Regions from separate parts of the Mus musculus genome. Here region 2 is linked to region 1. A link is a contact called in public HiChIP or PLAC-seq data. All regions are on one chromosome and are shown on one strand. Each heading gives the region's core, a stretch centred on a gene start, on an enhancer-like site or on the middle of the called end of the contact. The rest is flanking DNA. Distances are from core to core; before and after follow the strand shown. Region 1 overlaps Cux1 (cut-like homeobox 1). Region 2 overlaps Cux1 (cut-like homeobox 1).

What was found. HiChIP or PLAC-seq counts read pairs in DNA pulled down with a chosen protein or histone mark.
Region 2: a contact with region 1 is called in an H3K27ac HiChIP or PLAC-seq map of heart atrium, with 2.8 times the contacts expected there. The contact joins two enhancer-like sites. A contact is called at or near these places in 1 of 15 datasets of contacts at CTCF or cohesin (the NIH/3T3 cell line), 2 of 484 Hi-C or Micro-C datasets (nephron progenitors and neural progenitor cells) and 2 of 115 datasets of contacts at active chromatin or transcription factors (bone marrow-derived macrophages and heart atrium).

What each region holds. Positions count from the first base shown.
Region 1 is chr5:136,323,165-136,325,912 of GRCm38.p6, reverse strand. All of the region lies in intron 11 of Cux1 (cut-like homeobox 1), which reads left to right. Among named protein-coding and RNA genes, the nearest start is that of Mir721, 51 kb to the left of the region's middle. Within about 2 kb of position 1,257, at least 14 of the 459 cell types and tissues checked have an H3K27ac peak or open chromatin away from gene starts, as enhancers often do. A contact at or near this core is called in heart atrium, where this site is marked.
Region 2 is chr5:136,466,532-136,469,231 of GRCm38.p6, reverse strand. All of the region lies in intron 2 of Cux1 (cut-like homeobox 1), which reads left to right. Among named protein-coding and RNA genes, the nearest start is that of Gm16599, 75 kb to the right of the region's middle. Within about 2 kb of position 1,426, at least 124 of the 459 cell types and tissues checked have an H3K27ac peak or open chromatin away from gene starts, as enhancers often do. A contact at or near this core is called in heart atrium, where this site is marked.

The DNA.
Region 1 (2,748 bases), core at 8-2,507:
AAGGCGAGACTAGCACCATTCAGGGCTCTGGCCAGGCTGGAGGACCTCCTGCTCTTCCTCCAAGATTTTCACCCAAGGCTGGCCTGCCCCTCCAGGTATCTCCTTGCCCATGCATGAGTGAGTGAGGTCAGTAAATGAAGCAAATCTAGCTCACTGAAAAATGGAGGAGGCTAAGTTGAGATGGCTCAGGGGTAAAGAGCACTTGTTATATAAACATGAAACCTGAGTTCAAATCCCCAACACCCATGTAAAAACCCTGGCATGGTTCTAGGCACCTGTCTATAACCTTATTGCTGTGGGGAGTGGAGACAGGAGGATTGCTAAGACTTTTTGGCTTTCCTTCAGTGAGAGACTTTTCTCAGGTGAAATGGCAGAGAATGAGGAACAAGACAATCAATGTCCTTCTCTCTCCATCTGTACATGCATGCACTCATGCATGCGCGCGCACACACAGACACACACACACACACACACTCACACACAGACTAAAATATGAGCCTGTACTACTAACTACTGGGGAAGCTGAGGTGGCAGTAGTGTCATTAAGCCTAGAAGTTCCAAGCCACTCTTGTCTGTTACAGTGAGACTAGTCTCAAAATGGAGGAGGGAAAGATGGAAGGAAAGGTTTTCTCTTATATGAAGTGATTCTAGTATAGCATGATGGTGCATGGCTAGCACCCTAGCTCTTAGAAGACAAGAACAAGAAAGGAGAACCTGTGAGTTCTATGCCAACCTGGGCTACCTAGAAAATTTCCCATTGTGTTTTGAGGCAAAGGCTTTTCTGAAACCTTGGGCACAAGGAGAAGGCATAGCTGGCTGGCCAGCAAATCCCAGGTATCTGCCTGTTTCTACTTCCTGCACTAGGATTAGAAAGTATGCCACATGACTAGCTTTTCTATGTGGTTTCTGGGGTAGGACTTGGGTTTTCATGCTTACCCTACAAGCACTTCACGGACAGAAGCATTTTCCCCACCCTTTTCTTTTAGTGATTTTTTTTTTCCTAATACATGACCAAGTTTAACCCTGAACCTCATTTTGCTGTGAGTTTGTGGCTGATGCCAGCAGCACCACAGCTCTGCCAGGCTAGTTTCTTTCTCCTTGGCTTCTTTGGCAGGGATATCTTCCACTTGCCCAGGTGTCCCTGAGGAGAAGGCCCTGGGCTTGGGTAAATGGCTCATAGCCCAGCATTTCCTCCTATCAGCTTGCCCTGGCTGGCGTGAGAACGCAGGTTTGACGTCTCTGCCTTGGATGACATCATCGTTCAACTGTTTTTCTGGGTCTCCTCTGTCCCAGTAAGGGCTTGACTCAAGTGCATCCTGCCCATTGCTCCCTGGCAGAGCTGCAGGCTGTCAGCCCTCCAGTTCTCATACAGAGCAATTTCTTCCAAATCAGTTAGGGCTCTAATGTTTGCCTTTACACACACACACACACAAAATGAAACAGAGTTGCACAAATTAATGTTCTTATCGTGTCTTGGGGGAATTCTTTAATACTGCACAGTTAATGAAACAATCCAGCAATGCTTCTTTCCAAAAATCATCCTCCCTTCCTTCCCTTCATCTGATCTAATAATCAAAACATATCCTCTAGAACAAGACTTCTGATTTTAATTATCTTAACCCCTTGTTGCCAAAAGTAAAGATGGCTCTGATACATATCAAAGCCATACACAGAAGGCCTCAGGCCACCAAATGGGCAGATCCCCTGCTATATCCTATACTTCCCCGCAGGGGTGAGGTTGACTGAATGAGGTATCTTCTCAGGATTTGTTTCTTGATTTTGAGCAGAGCAATGTGAGTGTATATTTAAGACAGATTTCACTCTATAACCTTGGCTGACCTAGAGTGCTCAGTACACTAGGCTGGCCTTGAACTCACAGAGAGATACCTACTTCTGCCTCCTGAGTGCTGGGGTTAGGTCTCTGCCACTCTGCTCAGCCATGGCTTCTTCTTCTTGTTCTTTTTTTTTTTTTTAATGTGCATAATGTATAGTCTCTGATTTAAACTAAATGTAGACACAATCACTAGGGAGATATTTTATGAATAAGATGAATAGGTTTGTCACCTTCTCAACCTGTCACCTGATACTTATAGTGAGGAACTCTGACCTTCCAGTCATAGCTCCTGTAACACCACAATGATAGCTTGTCTTATACTACTGTGCCTTTCTTCTTCTCTTCCTCCTCCTTTTTTAGACATGGTCTCATGTACCACCTTGGCCTGGAATTCACTGTATAGCCAAGGCTGGCCTTCAGTTCCTGCTCCAACCTCCCAAGAGCTAGGGCTATGGGCATGCATCAGCACACCCATTTACTATGAGATGTTTCTTTCTGGTTTTTCTTTCTTCCCACGTCCCCCTGCTCCGCTCAGCTGTTTTGTTGTTGCTGTTAGTTTGCTTTTATTTATATTTTCCTGCCTAAACCATATTTTTTTCAGCTTTGAGGGGCAAGTGATTACAGAATATGTGCTGAGGGACTGGAATCAGGGTGCAGCCTGGAAGCAGCTCTGATAACAGTCACTTTGAGAGAGCAAGTCATACAAAGTTGATGGTTTCATGGTCTAAGCAGGGTCCATGTATCCAAGGCTGGTCTCAAACTCATTTTATACCCAATTATGACCTTGAACATCTGCCCTACCTCTGGAATTCGAAAATTACAGGTGTACTGCACTATGCTCTCTTATGTGATGCTGTGGTGCTGGGGGTTGAACCCAGAGCTCCATGCATGCTATGCAAGCTATGCAAGCACTC
Region 2 (2,700 bases), core at 177-2,676, 140 kb before region 1:
AGCTAGACTTGAGATGAAGGCAGCTCTGCATCCTCTAGTCAGTATCCTGGCTGGCTGTTGCTGCTACCCACAGGGCAGTGGGCAGGGTGGTCTGTTGTGTTAGTGATGAGCCATAGGGGCTGGGGAATATAGCTTAATGATACAGCATTTGCCTAGAATTTGGCAGTGAGGGGGCGAGGGCTTGGTTCAGCAGTAGAGCACTTTGTGAAGTTCTACTGTGTAAGCAAGGCTATACTGGAACTTACTATCGTCCTGCCTCAGCTTCCTGAGTGCTTCTGTTATAGGCCTGTGTGTGTGTGTGTGTGTGTGTGTGTATGCCCAGCCATGGGGAGTGACATTTTACATTTAAAAACATGTGTTTAGGGATATTTGGAGGGGGGGCACACATGTGTTGTAGCTCAGGTTTGGGGGTCAGGGTATTAGTTTTTAGAGCCAGTGCAGGCCTTCTACCATGTAGATTCTGAGTATCAAACTTAGGTCTTCAAGGGATGGTGGCAACTGCCGGTACCCACTGAGCCATGTTGCTTGCCAGGGAGTGATGAGTCAAATTGTGCTTATCTCAGAATCCCCAACCTGCATCTACCGTACCCCAGCAGGATTAAAGCTATATGTCCTCACCCCTGCTTAGTGACCTGATAGACTAGTGGTGGGCCTGGCCTCTCTGGTTACCTGGCTCAAGTATACTCACTTTTGAGTGTGAACTGTTTTCATGAAGGTTGAGAGTTTCCTGAGGGGAAAACTGGCTTGTTTCTCTTCTTGTGCAATGAGGAGAAAGAAAATGGTTTGCCAATGATTGTCCAGAGAAATGTACCCAGAGACAGGCTCCCCGCTCCTGTGGGGACATGGCAGAAGAGGACCACAGCTGCTGTGAGACCAGGCCCTCTGCTTGCTGTGTCCTTGGGCTTTTAGATCTCCTCTTGTATTTACTTATGTCCTGACTGAATTCCTCTACTCACCCAGGCACCTGTGTGTGTTTTCTCTTGAGCTTCTGAGCTCTAGGAAGGTTGGGACACCTCAGATCCTCCCAAGTCCGTGATTCAGCACATTAATGCTCCACGAGCACTTGTGCTTGCTGCGTGCCATTAACCTTATATTTCTGGATTGATCCACCTCCTCCCTGGTCAAGAGTGCTCTTGAATAGATAAAGCTGTCATAGCTGTCTTAGTATGAATAAGATACTTGTCCTGTTCTTCAAGAGCAGACTTGTATTCAGAATGGGATAATTCTTGCTCAGAGCCACACAGCCATTCAGTCGTGTTAGTGAGCCAGGACTCATGTGGAAGAGTCCAGTATCTCCGTGGTCAACAACTCCCCCTGTTTGTTTTCACACTGCAGATTTGAAAAGTCAGAAGGGAAAGGGCAGTGTGCCGGGCTTCCTAGAGGCAGGTGGCTCTTTTAAAGCTGGGTCTTGTTATTGCCAGCTTGACCTCGTTTCCATGGAAGCAGCCAGCAGGGGCAGCTTGTTCCTATCAGCCTGGGGCCCAGTGGAGCCTCAGCCCCTGACAGGCTCTAGGACTGGCCCTCTCTCTGGCTCATGAGAGGGAGATCCAAATGGCCATGGAGCCTCTCTCCTCCCACTCCTATTGTAGAGGTTTATACCTGAAGGAAGAACTAGGGACTATGTAGTGCCATGCTTTGCCCCAGACTTGTGTGGGTTGGGCTTCCTTTCTCTTTCTGCCCTGGGACACCTCCTGTGTGGGCCGTGCTCAGAGGTGTGTGGGTTCTCTGGAGAGTAGAGGGCTTTTCTTACAGTCTCAGTCTCGTCTTTGTCTCTCTGTCTATCTGTCTGTTTCTCTCTCTCTCTTTCTGTTTGGATTTGTCTTATATATGTGTTTCTATACAGTGCGTTGGAGGTTGCCGACAGGTGGTTTTTCTTTGTCTCTCTGTCTATCTGTCTGTTTCTCTCTCTCTCTTTCTGTTTGGATTTGTCTTATATATGTGTTTCTATACAGTGCGTTGGAGGTTGCCGACAGGTGGTTTTTCTTTGTCTCTCTGTCTATCTGTCTGTTTCTCTCTCTCTCTTTCTGTTTGGATTTGTCTTATATATGTGTTTCTATACAGTGCGTTGGAGGTTGCCGACAGGTGGTTTTTGGAACAAGGTTTCCCACTTCACCTGGAGCTCCCTGTCTCAGCTAGCCAGCCCACCAAGCCCAGGGGCCTGCCTGTCTCTGTCGGGGTGACCACCACAGCTAGGTTTGTATGTGGGTGCTGAGTATCAAACTGAAGTTTTAGCAGGATCTTTACCTACTAAGGCTCCATCCCTGCCCCACCCCTACCCCCCAGATACAGTCTTTAGAAAATTTTGCATTGTTATTTATTTTATTTTTTTAAAAACATTTTTTACATTCATTTAGTGTGTGTGTGTGTGTGTGTGTGAGTGTCTCTGTGTGTGTCTGTGTGTGTAGTGTGTGTGTGTCTGTGTCTGTGTGTGTGTGTGTATGTAGGTGCATGCTCACTGCAGTGCCCTTGTGGATGTCAGATAACAACTTGGGGCAAGCTGGTTCTTTCCTTCTCCTGTGTTCCCATGTGAGTCCTGAGGACCAACCCAGATTGTCAGACTTGATGGCAAGCCCCTTTATAGGTTGAGCCGGCTTGCTAGCCCAAATTCTATACTTTAATTTACCCCTTTGAAGTTTGTGAGTGTATCTATGGGTTCTGAGGAGTATTTGCATGGTTAAGTTCCAGAAGTGCCTGTAAACC